Linked DNA regions of Rattus norvegicus: region 2 is linked to region 1. The links are chromatin contacts, called in public Hi-C maps. All regions are on one chromosome and are shown on one strand. Each heading gives the region's core, a stretch centred on a gene start, on an enhancer-like site or on the middle of the called end of the contact. The rest is flanking DNA. Distances are from core to core; before and after follow the strand shown. Region 1 overlaps Ddah1 (dimethylarginine dimethylaminohydrolase 1). Region 2 has its middle 28 kb from the start of Bcl10.

What was found. Hi-C and Micro-C count contacts between places; a contact is called where the count stands out from the background.
Region 2: a contact with region 1 is called in a Hi-C map of Schwann cells, with 6 times the contacts expected there. The contact joins two enhancer-like sites. A contact is called at or near these places in 2 of 12 Hi-C or Micro-C datasets (Schwann cells and psoas muscle).

The regions. Positions count from the first base shown.
Region 1 is chr2:237,365,275-237,372,386 of GRCr8, reverse strand. All of the region lies in intron 1 of Ddah1 (dimethylarginine dimethylaminohydrolase 1), which reads right to left. Among named protein-coding and RNA genes, the nearest start is that of Ddah1, 41 kb to the right of the region's middle. Within about 2 kb of position 3,561, at least 4 of the 93 cell types and tissues checked have an H3K27ac peak or open chromatin away from gene starts, as enhancers often do. A contact at or near this core is called in Schwann cells, where this site is marked.
Region 2 is chr2:237,469,620-237,476,034 of GRCr8, reverse strand. No RefSeq gene overlaps it. Among named protein-coding and RNA genes, the nearest start is that of Bcl10, 28 kb to the left of the region's middle. Within about 2 kb of position 3,549, at least 9 of the 93 cell types and tissues checked have an H3K27ac peak or open chromatin away from gene starts, as enhancers often do. A contact at or near this core is called in Schwann cells, where this site is marked.

The sequences.
Region 1 (7,112 bases), core at 2,312-4,811:
CTTCAGGTGAGAAGCAGGTTGCAGGGACAGGAGGAAGCGGAAGGTTATAGAGACTTCACCTTACAGGCGAATATCTTGAGTTCAAAGTGTTCAGCACTCCAGGCCTCAGCCTCGAATGCACTGTTTCTTGAACCCCAAAATGAGCAGACAATAGCTGAACAGGTGCACTTATTAAACCTCCAAACATCCACGGCAACACAAACCAAGTACAGAAATTGTTAGTGTCTTTTTTTTTACCTGAATGTTACATACTAACTTTATGTAAAACTTTATGCATTAAAATAATAGATAATAACAGGTGATTATTTAACATGTGCCAGGCTCTGTGAGTTTAACTGTGAAAATGATTGTTATCCCTTTCTTCTGATGAGTAACTGATATACTGGCACACTGGCATGGGGAAACTGACACAGAGGCAAAGAGAAGAGCTCAGAAACAGAAACACACATGTGGGATATAACAGGGGCGGAGGCTGAGCTTATAGCTCAGGACAAAGAAAGCTCTGTAGGGTAAGTGGGCAAAAGACAGGGTATTCGAAATGGCGCTGGGAGCTCAGTTCTCCCTATGGGAAGAAGAAGAAACTGTGAAGCAAAGTCTTAATTGTGCAGGTTTGATGTGTAAAGCGTTTAAGGTCAAGGTCAAAAATGGCAGGTCAACACATGTGGCCCATACATATACAGCCAGCAAACTAGATAAGATGGATGAAGCAAAGAAGTGCAGGCCAACAGGAGCCGGATGTAGATCTCTCCTGAGAGACACAGCCAGAATACAGCAAATACAGAGGCGAATGCCAGCAGCAAACCACTGAACTGAGAATGGGACCCCCGTTGAAGGAATCAGAGAAAGAACTGGAAGAGCTTGAAGGGGCTTGAGACCCAATATGAACAACAATGCCAAGCAACCAGAGCTTCCAGGGACTAAGCCACTACCTAAAGACTATACATGGACTGACCCTGGACTCTGACCCCATAGGTAGCAATGAATATCCTAGTAAGAGCACCAGTGGAAGGGGAAGCCCTTGGTCCTGCCAAGGCTGAACCCCCAGTGAATGGGATTGTTGGGGGGAGGGTGGTAATGGGGGGAGGATGGGGAGGGGAACACCCATATAGAAGGGGAGGGGGATGGGTTAGGGGATGTTTTGCCTGGAAACCGGAAAAGCTAATAACAATTGAAATGTAAACAAGAAATACTCAAGTTAATAAAGATGGAGAAACACACACACACACACACACACACACACACACACACACACACACACACACACAAAGAAATGGCAGGTCAAGGTCAAAGAAACGGCACACCTGCTTTAAAATAGGGAGCTCCTCAAAGTAAAACAGCAAGCCCCAAACTCAGAGGTGAGCACTGCAATGTGTACACTGAGGGAAGTTTCCAGAACACACCAAAAACTCCTTCGAAGAAGAAAACCAGCCCAATACCCAGGCACTGGCTAGATCAGGAGTTTCAAACAAGGAGACTCTGAGCTCATGCATGCAGGGAGGACTCAAAGGCACTCCACTCAGAAGCAGAATGAGTGAAAACCCCAAACAGCCCTAAGCACACGAGAACAGCACAGATCAGACATAATGGGGGAAACCACAGCGGGACACCGTTTCCTGGTGGCCACACCAAAGACACCAAATCACAGAAGGATTTGAAGTCTCGGGACGATGTGGTCCACAGGCTCCTTGGCCTCTGCCCATGGGACTGTCAGTGAGGCAGCCACGTAGGAAGGCATTTTAGCCCAATTGAATAAATCTGGAGATTCTACAACCTGGCTCTGCTCCTAGTCCATCTGAGCGATCTATCCACGCAGCCCAAGGAGCTGTCAAGACCTATTGATCGCAGCATCGCTTACAACAGCAAGAACCTAGAAACAACTCCAGTGCAAGTCAGCAAGAGAAGTCGCACAGTCACCTAGACTCGAGTTACAGGAAGTTCAGTGGCACTAAACAGTATTACTTGGGGGTGACACGTAGGTCATCGGTTGTAATGAACAATAAGGGCAGGTGGGCATCAAATCCAGAGGGATGTGGGAAGGAGAGCCTTCCGAGTTTTGATTATGCTCATCTTGGTGCTAAGTACGCAAGCACTTATTTTATTGCTTCTTTAAAAAGCTAGTTACAGTTTAAGACGTCTGAACATATTGAATACTTGCCTTTTTCGTTCCCTTTTCTCCTCTATTTCCTCCCATCTCTCTTTCATACTTCCCTTCCTCCCTCTCCTGCCCTCTTCTCCTTCCCCTCTCCTCTTTTGTCCCTCCTCCCAACCACCCATCAACATACAGCTAGGTAAGGGCCACATGCCTATCCCACTGTCCTGCAATCCCTCTGTGTGCGTGTGTGCATGTGTGTGCATGTGTGTGCATGTGTGTGCGTGTGTGCATGTGTGTGCATGTGTGTGCGTGTGTGCATGTGTGTGCATGTGTGTGTGCACGTGTGTGCGTGTGCACATGTGTGTGCATGTGTGTGCATGTATGTGCATTGTGTGGGTGTGTGCATGTATGTGCATGTGTGTGCGTGTGTGTGCGTGTACGCATGTGTGTGTGCATGTGTATGTGCATGTATGTGCATGTGTGTGCACATGTGTGTGTGCACGTGGACTCATGTATATGCGTGCAGGTATATATCCATACACATACAATGGAGGTCAGAGGTTGATGTGGGTATTTTCCTTAGCTGCTCCCACTTTATGTTTTGATAGTCTCTCACAGAACCTAGATAGAGATCAATAGATCGTCTGGTCTGCCAACAAGCTCCTGGGGTCTGGCCGTCTAGACCCCCAGTGTAGACATTATTGGTGTGCACTGCTTGTCTGGGTTCCATTGCTGGGGAGTTCATATGCGTGCAGAGCAAGCACTGCACCAAGACATCTCCTCAAGCCCTAGTTACTTGTGCGGTTCCTAACTTTTGAAGTTAATTTTTATAAACAAGTGTCTCCAGTTTCTGCAGAGGAGTTCAGAATCCGGAGGTCAGCTCCGGAGTAGGCTGGATAGCCTGTAAGAAAGCAAAAGGCTGGACCGCTGGTGAGAATGTGGAATCCTGGGATCAACTCTAGAGCAGGCTTGACAGCAGGCCAGCGAGAAGACAGAACTCCGGGGTCGGCTCTGGAGTAGGCTGGACAGCTGCTGTTTTCTAGTCAAGTTCTTGAAGAGTTTTCAGTGGGAGGTGTAAGTCTGCATGGAACGCCATGGAAGGCCACATTGGAATTTAATTTTAATAATACAATCTTTGTGGCTGAAACCCACCAACTAGGAAACAACCACATTCCTAAGGTGGAGGGAAATGTGATCTCAGGGGTAGGACACTCCTGGCATCACGACATGACATTTCAGCTCCCTCAAAAGCCAAGCTTTTGGGCTGGGTGGCTGTGTGGAGCACAGCATGCAGCCAGGAGCTGGAATGGACCAAGGAAAACCACCTCCTAGCAGGGCTGGATGAGTCTGCCTGATGGGGTGGCAACAGTGGTCAGAAGGGAACTCTGGCCAGCCATGGTCAGGAGCTCCATTCAGAGAGACAGCCGCTTCAAAGGGCAAGCATTCGAAGGATTCTGACCTCGCCCCTCCCATCATGCCATTCTCTGGCCCCTCCCCAGTGCTGACCCGTCCATTCCTCAGCTCTGCTGACTGTGAAGTTCAGTCCTGTTCTCTGAGGATGCGCACAATGGGTTCTTTGCAGAAAACCGAAGTTGGTCTGTGACTCCATCTTGCTGCCCTAGAGGCAGCTTTCTTTACCCGTCTCCCTTTGTGATTCTCCCAGTGGTCACCGCCATCTTCCTACTCAAGGAGAAAAAAAAATCCCTAACTGTCATCTCTAGGTTCCAAGAGGCATCTGTTCCATTTATCTGCAGTAAAAGCCACACTTCTCAGAAACTGTTACGTTCAGGTAAGGGACTGGAAAATAATTGGGAGATATTCCAATTTGAAACCAAGCTGATTTGTTTTTTAAAAAGGGGGTGGGCAGTCTTAAGGGATGTCCCTGGTCTATTTATTTACTTATCTATTTTGGCAGTACTGGTGATTGATTGTAGTCAAGGCCAACATTACACATATATAGAGAGAGATATAGATAGATATAGATACACAAAACACACACACAACACAACATACATATGTATATATAGATATAAATATAGATAGATATAGATACACACAACACACACATACAAACATATATGGATAGATAGATATAGATAGATATAGATACACACATACATACATATATAGATAGATATAGACACACACACACATATATATAGATATAGATATAGATACACAAAACACACACACAACACACACATACATATGTATATATAGATATAAATATAGATAGATATAGATACACACAACACATACATACAAACATATATAGATAGATAGATATAGATAGATATAGATACACACATACATACATATATAGGTAGATGGATATAGACACACACACACCACACACACACACATATATATAGATATAGATAAATAGATATAGATGCACACACAACATACACACATATATACATATATAGATATATATAGATACACACACACCACATACACACATATAGATATAGATAGATATAAATAGATATATATAGACACACACATATATAAGATATAGATATATAGATATAGATAGAGATACACAACATACACACATATATACATATATACATATATAGATATATAGATACACACATATAGATATAAATATAGATAGATATAAATAGATATATAGACACACACACATATATATAGATATAGATATATAGACATAGATAGATATAGATATACAACATATACACATATATACATATATACATATATAGATATATATAGATACACACACATATAGATATAGATATAGATAGATATAAATAGATATATATAGACACACACACATATATATAGATATAGATATATAGACATAGATAGATATAGATACACAACATACACACATATATACATATATACATATATAGATATATATAGACACACACACACATATATATAGATATAGATATATAGACATAGATAGATATAGATACACAACATACACACATATATACATATATACATATATACATATATATAGACACACACACATATATATAGATATAGATATATAGACATAGATATAGATACACAACATACACACATACACACATATATACATATATAGATATATAGACACACACACACACATATATACATATATAGATAGATATAGACACACACACACATATATACATATATAGATATATATAGACACACACACATATATATAGATATAGATATATAGACATAGATAGATATAGACACACACACACACACATATATACATATATAGATATATATAGACACACACACATATATATAGATATAGATATATAGACATAGATAGATATAGACACACACACACACACATATATACATATATAGATATATATAGACACACACACATATATAGATATATATAGACACACACACACACACATATACATATATAGATATATATAGACACACACACACACACACACACACACACACACACACACACAGCCTTCCGGTGCGTCTTGGCAATGTTAAGCATCAGACACTTTACCACAGCACATTCCATTCTGCTAATGATTACAAATGGGGGCAGGCAGGAGGAAATGGTGGCAGACGATAAGCGTTCAAAGACCCTGTGTAGGGATGGACATAATGGCGAAATCCACGGTGCTCTGGGCAAACATTCCGGCGAGAGGCACAAACACAGGCTGCGCCGTCTCCTTGTTAGGAAGCTGCTGTTGTTGCTTTGAGCAGATAAGATCCAAGACCAAACAGGGACGTGCGGGCTTGCTTCAGCACGGGGCTTATCTCCGCAGCCCGCCCTCCTGGACGTAGAAAATTGGCCCAAGAAAGCATTTTCCCTGACAATTCACGCTCCCCTGGCGTTGCCACAAAAGGGGAAAGCACAAAAGGTTAATTTTTCTTCTCTCTCATTGAAATAAGACCAAGAAACCCCCTGTGGAAATATGAAAATTACTAAATTCTTTAAAATACATATTTCTTTTTATATGGTTTTCGTTACATAATTTGACACATCTGGGGTTGGTAATTTATAAAAACAGAAAGTAAAAGGACATCAATTTGGCCCGGAATGGGATGATTTTATAGCCTAAAGCTCTGGGGGACATAATTTTTGGACCAAGTGCTGAGAGGAGGCCTCACAGTCCATGGGGGGTTTAATATCTCATTTACATATCTAAGTTTAAGTGCCCAAGGCTTCAGAGGAACCAGCAAAACGTTTTGACCTTTGGGCTCTTGCTCAAGCAGTCAGAGCATAGAGCATCTCTTTGGTCGTTGGGGATCCCCCCTCTCGATGCGCTGGAGAGACACGGTGTCTCCTCTCAAGCTATGACCATGTACAGGGTCCTCTCTCCTGGTGTTGGGCGCTGAAACCCTAGGAACGCCGTTCAGGTTGTGCAGAGGTACCTGTCTCTGCCTGAGGTCACTGTACAGTAAGGGCAAGATGTCACGTGTCCCTTGATGGACTCCATCTTTGTCTTTCTCGGTGTGAAGGTGAAGAGGTCAAGTGCCTTACGTGCTGTGTTCATTATTTTCCCGTTGATGTGACGAAACATCTGACAGAAAACAACTTAACGGAGAAAGGACCTGATTGACCTCCATGAGGTTGCTCACACACCTCTGGGAGGATCAGGAAACAGGTGGGATGGGAAATGGAGCTATACTATGAGTCACAGGGCTTACCCTTCAGTGACTGACTTCCTCCAGATAGATCTGTCCTTCCAAAGGTTCCACAGTCACAATATCCCAAAACAGTGCCGTCAGCTGTTGAGCCAGTGTTTAAACACACGAGCCCATGGAGAATGTTATATATACAAACCCTTATATACTTCTCTGAAAAAGAGTAGCCTCAGATTCAGCCCAACCGTCCTGTCTTAGTCAGGGTTTCTATTCCTGCACAAACATCACGGCCAAGAAGCAAGTTGGGGAGAAAAGGGCTTATTCAGCTCACACTTCCACATTGCTGTTCATCACAAAATGAAGTCAGGACTGGAACTCAAGCAGGTCAGGAAGCAGGAGCTGATGCAGAGGCCACGGAGGGATGTTA
Region 2 (6,415 bases), core at 2,300-4,799, 100 kb before region 1:
GAGAATGAATTCTAATTGGGGGGCTAGGGTAGTTTCAGGAATGGCAGCTTCTGAGCTGTGTGGTTGCAGGTGCTGGTGAAAAGCTGATTAATCCATTCAGGAAGTAAGAGGTTCCATTGTGCAGCAGCGCGCTGGGTACCAAACACTGATGGATAAGTCCTCCTACTTCACGGCCTCATACCCTTCGAGGTGTGAGCGGAGTGAGTGTTAATTAAGACTTAGTTTTGCTCTGTGGTGTGTGTGTGTGTGTGTGTGTGTGTGTGTGTGTTGTATGGGCACATGAATGTTTAGGTACATACATTTGCCCCCTGTGTGCGTGAAGACCAGAGGAGGACATCAGGTATCTGGCTCTTCTGCTCTCTCCTTTATTTCTTAGAGGTATAGTCTCTCTCTCTCTCTCTCTCTCTCTCTCTCTCTCTCTCTCTCTCTCTCTCTCTCTCAGCCTAGAGCTGGGCTAGCCAGCAAGCTAATTTGATCTTCCTCTGTTCTGCTTTCAAAGCATTATGGTTTCAGGTGTGAGTGTGGCTGTGCATAGCTTTATGTGAGTGTTTGAGATTCTACTTGAGGTCCTCATGCCTGTGTGGCCCGCGCTATTACCCACTGAGCCCTCTCTTCAGGTCTGACTTTTGACTCTAACCCACATCTAGTGAATGCAAAGTCGTGCCTCGCTGTGATTTAGCTGTCTTTTTAGTTTTGTTTATTTTACGTGTATGGATGTTTTGCTGACATGTATGTCTGTGCACTACGTGTGCCCCTGGTGCCTGAGGAGGTTAGAAGAGGGCACAGTGTTCCCTGGAGCCGGAGTTAAGGGTGGTTTTGAGCCACCATAGAAGTGGCGGGAATTGAACTCTGGTCCTCTCTGCAAGAACAAGTGCCCTTAAGAGCTGAGCTCTCCCCAGGTCCCACTGTGACTTTAGTTGGAACATCCTTGGTAACTAATGACACCAAACATCTGCCCCCATGGCCATTGGTTATTTATTTTTATCTATTCTCTGGAGAGGTAACCCTTCAACCTTTGAACTATTTTCAAACTGCCTTTTTATGATCAAGCCACAGGAGTTCTTTTTGTGTTGTAAATACATGTCCTTTTTTTCTGGTACACAGTTTGTAAATTCTTTCACTTAGTAAACTATCTTCACTTTCTTATCTGTTTCCTTTGAAGCACAAATGCTTTCAGTTTTAATATGCCAAATTTGTTTTTCTTTTGTTTGCTCATAGTTTCGGTGTCATAAGGATTTAACGACAAATCCAAGGTTGTGAAGGTTTCCTAGTAGGTTTTCGTCTAAGACATTTATTATCGTTATTGTTATTATCATTATTAGTAATAGTACTGTTGTTTCTGATACTGTTTCTATTGGATGCATGATCTCGTGTAAGCTATGCTAGCCTTGAACTTGCTATGGCATTTGTCACGACCTTGGACTTCTGATCCCCATGTTTCTGCCTCCCAAATGCTAGGATTAGAGGAATGTATCACTGTGCCCAGTTAGTACGGCTCTGTGACTCTAACCCCAGCGTTAGTGCATGCTAAGAAAGCACTGTTAAATGGCTGACCCACAACTCTCCCAAGAGTTTTACAGCCCTGGCATTAGAGTTCTGATCCGTTTTGAGTTAAGTTTTATCTGTGATGTGAAGGGGGAGGTTCTAGCTTTGCTCCTTTGCTTATGGGTATACATTTTTTCCTTTCCCTGTCCCACAGCTTTGACATTCCTGTTGAGGATAAGCTGACTGTAGGTGCCTGGGTTTCTTTCCAGGTCCTCATGTCAGTCATTAGTCAGTCTATAGTCTATCCTCATGCAATCCTTCACTGCATCGTCACTTCTGAAGTCTTAAAGTTGGGATACATGAGTCCTCCAACTCCACCCACCACTATTTTCAGTGACATCTCGACTGTTTCAGGCCCCTGGTGCTTTGTAGAAAGCAGTAAAACTTAAAGCTTGCAAGGGTGGAGAGATGGTTCAGGTGTTAAGAGCATGGGGCTCTTCCAGAGGACCTAGGTTCAATTCCCAGCACCCGCACAACAGGTCCACCCATTCTAATTCCAGAAGCTGTCTTTCCTTTTGTTCTTTGATTTCTTTTAAGAGTGTCATCCATTTTCAGAGAATGTCTCTCATCCTGACTTTAGAAGTTGATTTACATACCTGATTATTTTCTAGATGGGACCATCCTCTTAAGGGTGTTTGTCCATCCTAAGTGCAGAGAGATACCGTTGACTTATTTAAATGTTGATCCTGCGTCCTGAAATGCCGAGCTCAGTTACTAGTTTTGATCCTTTCCCATATGTTCCTGAGGGTTTTGCAGATCAGGATAATATGATCGGCTAGCAGAGGTGGTTTTTGGTGTTGTTCTCTCTATTGCAAATGAACTCAGTTGTTCTGTAGAAAAGACTCCAGCTCTTCTCGAGAGGCTCCTGCTAGACAAAATGTCGGAGCCATCCCTCTGGATGGGGTGGGCCAGAAGAACTGTTCGGTTCTCTCCAACACGTTTGCTTTGTTGCTGAGGACCACGTGCATACATCTTTAGCTTGCCTTCAGGGAGGGCGGGTTGTTCAGGCACGAGTCAGTGTTCTCATTGGAGCTGTCCTCTCAGAGAACAGCCTCCACCCCACAGGAAGGGGTTGGTTGAAGGAAGGAGAACCCTCATCTTCTGACCACACTTTCCCCTCAGCATCAGACGTGCTGGACCAGCATGAGTGACATTTATGTCTTGCCCGTCTTCTGGAAGGCAGATCTCACCTGGGGAGCTGCTGGATCCCAAGAGAGCCTCGTTCCTTACTCTGTCATCAAGTGGTACTGGGGTTCTGTCTCATGAACTGGGAGTGGGAAGAAAATGGCGTGGTGTTGGTTCAAATACCACACTTGCCTACCGACCTCATTCAATTAGCCTGCCTTTCCCCCTTTTCCCTTTCCTTCCCTCCCCCTCCCCTCTCTTCCTCCTCCTCCTCCTCTCTCTATTTTATGTTTTCCTCGTCTCCTCTCTCTCCCTTCTTTCCTATCTTCCTTCCCTCCATTCCATCCTGAAGGTCAAACCCAGGGCTGTATATGTGAGGCACGCACTGGAGAGCTGAAAGAAAAAAAAAAAAACACTCGCTCTATCAGTGAGTGCTGTTTCCTCTTGGAAGTCATTTCCATCAGTCCTTCCATCAGAAGCAGATTCTTACAATGCAGGCTCAGTGCAGATTGTTATCTGCTAGATGAAGGACCCGCGTGTATCTGACTGTGAGTCCAAGGCAATAGAGGGGCATGGGAAGCCACTAGGGTCTAATTATAGACTCCAGTGGCAATAGAGGAGCACCCTATCCTGGTGTTCATGCTGCCATTCCCAGGGCTGCCTCGGGAACAATCTCTCAACCACCATGCCAGTCTAGCTCATGGCTCTTCTTGCTCATGGTTCGTGAACACCCCGATGAAAGGAACCTCACGGATTTTAAACCATTATCCCCATGAGTGATGTGACCACATAAAATCCAAACAGCTAGCTCCCACCCACACAGGCTGGATGTCTACACAGAAGGTCAAACCAAAGAGGCGAGTGCTTCAGAACTCTAAACAACTTTGTGTGACCAGAAAGTCCCGGGAACGGCTGTAGGACAGCAACTTGACGTTTGGAACTGAGTGCTCAGAGGCTGCGTCTAAATTTAGAATCAACGCAGTGTCTATTAAAGAGGGCCAGGACCAGCAGGTCTGGGGCGTGATCTTTCGCTCCAAGGCCGCCCTCGGCTGATTTGGATCCAATAATTTTCTGATACCAAGTGAAGGAGAGCTTGGCCACACAGCACACGTTTCCAGCCCAGAAATGTGCCAAGAGTTAGGATTTAAATGCCAGCCTTGTGAGACAGTGCTGGCAATGCACACCCCACCCCAACCCTCTCTGACCTGCGATTACTCTCCATCATGGGCTCTGTGCAGATGTCCCCTGACCTCTCCAGCTCTCTCCTGGGTATCTCTGCCAGCTCTTTGTCGTGGGACGCTGACCTTGGGACGCTGACCTTACGAATCATCAGCCCTGGACTCCATCAGAAGCCAATGGGGTGAGCAGCAGATCAGAGCGAGATGAGAAAGGGGCTTCTCGGCTTGGGAGCCCGCTCCAGCAAGTTCAAGACTCACCTTCGTGTCCTACTCTGAGTAGCACAATCTCCCTTCCTTGCCCTGCCGAGCGTAGGAGAGCTGTGATGCTGGGCTATCTCACTCAGCCTTTGGCATTTAGGCCTCTGGACACACAGATGTTCCTTCTACTCTCTTCCAAGGGACAGTGAATTCTATTTCCTACCGGAATCCTTTTTAAAAATTTACTCTATCATTGATGTTTAAATTAATTTAAGAGGCAGGTCCTTATTGTGAGGCCCAGGCTGGTCTGGGACTCATGGTGACCTGCCCTCAGTTCCTGGGTGCTGGGGTCACAAGTGGGAGCATTGGCGCTCGATTCTCATTGCCATCTTGCCCTGGTGACAATGTTCTGAAAGACCCCCGAAGGGAGCCCCCCACTCAAGTCTCGGGAAAGACGCGCACCCAGTAGGACACAGACACCGACCTGCTGTAATCACACGAGGAAGATTTATTGTGAGCGAGATGAAACGAGAGCTCAGGCCAGCATGCTGGGGTCGAGACTCATACACCACACAGGGAGTAGAGGAGTTCGACCCCGACCTGAATTTTCACAGAGCTTATAAAGGAAAAAACCACAAACCAGGGGGATCAAGAGGGAGGGAGGAGGGGAATTCCAAAACCATAAACTGCCCATACATTTAGGTCATATGCTAGTCATGTGTAACACTAGGCAACACACCCAGGACTTTGTGACATTGTGATTAGGGGTAGTGACATTTTCAGGGCCATTGGACCATTGTGGCCGGAGGCTATGGGTCATTGTGGCTGTTCCAGGAAACTTTTCATGCAAGAATGTTCCGGGAACCATTGTACAGCAAGGGAGGGGCGAAAAGTTCATGTTCTCACAGACCCTACCTCTTCTTTTTGGGTAGCTAGGCGGCTTATTATTAATTTTTAATCCTTCATTCCCCACTTCTTCTTTTTGTTAATAGTTCTAATCCTAGAACTTCATGGAGAACTCAGCTTCATCTAGCATAACAGCTTGGTATTGTAGTCTTAACATGAGGATTCTAACCTGGACACTATCCAAGCCTATCCACCAAGGTCATGACTAGCTTTTAGAACTTCTAAGCTTATACGGACTGTGATCCCTGAGGCACAGTCCCAAGAAGTGTTAAGAGTACTAACATATGCAATGTTACATCATTTGTAATGGAAATCAAGCCTATCCCACACCTATCTTGATAGAACCCAGGACAAACATGACTGAATTTCCCTCTAGGTCCCAGCTCTCAGCCCCAACAGCTAGTACATGGCTGGTGAGGGCTGAGAATTGACAGCTGTCAGGGTGGTCAGCAGCACCAGGTACGGTCCTTTCCAGCGAGGCTCGAATGTCTGGACTCAGTGTAGCTGCAACCTGGAACTGATGGGATGTCTCAGGGGTCTCCGGGGCATAGGCTGCTGTCAGCTGTGAGCAGATTTCTTTCTGTATCACCTGTAGGTCTTTTAGCCTGGCACACAAATCATTATTACTATGGCACTATGACATGTTGGTTCAGTAACATCATCTAATACAGTCAGGGGGGCTGAGGCCCCATATAAGATCTCAAAGGGGGTAAGGCTGAATCTGGAAGGGGTATTTCTTGCTCTGAAGAGAGCAAGAGGGAAGGAGTGTCACCCAGTCTGTGCCAGTCTCCATGGTTAATTTGGTCAGGGTCTCTTTTAGAGTTCTATTTATTTACCCTACCTGTCCTGAACTTTGAGGTCTGTAAATACAATGTAATTTCCAATTGACCTCTAAATACTTGGCCACACCCTGGCTTACCTTGGCAACGAAAGTAGGGCCAGTTGTCTGACCAGATTACCTTGGGCATTCCAAATCGGAGGAAGATTTCTTCCAGTATCTTCTTGATGATTGCAGAGGCCGTCTCTCGTTTGGTGAGGAAAGCTTCTATCTATTCCTGAAAAAGTATCTACAAGCACTAGGAGATACTTGTGATTATATTTTTCTGGTTTTATCTCAGTGAAGCTCACTTCAACTTTTCACTAAACTCTCTAGGTCTCTTTGCCCTGTTTGCTTGCTAAGCATTCACTTATTGACATACCTTATACTTTCTACTGTCTCTCTGGCTAAAATCTTAAAGTCTATTACATACACTTAACTACTTGGACAAACTTTTTATCTCCTAATTGAGTCCATTTCTGTATTTGGCAAAGTGAGTCTTTTCTTTGTTCTCTGGGGAGTATAGCTTTCCCCTCAATGTGCCATTGTCCTTTATCTTTTAAGCAATTTGGGCCTTTTCTAAGTGAGGCCATCCCTTAGTCCGATCCCAGTTCCCAGTGGCTGTCTCTTGCAGGCCTGCAACCAG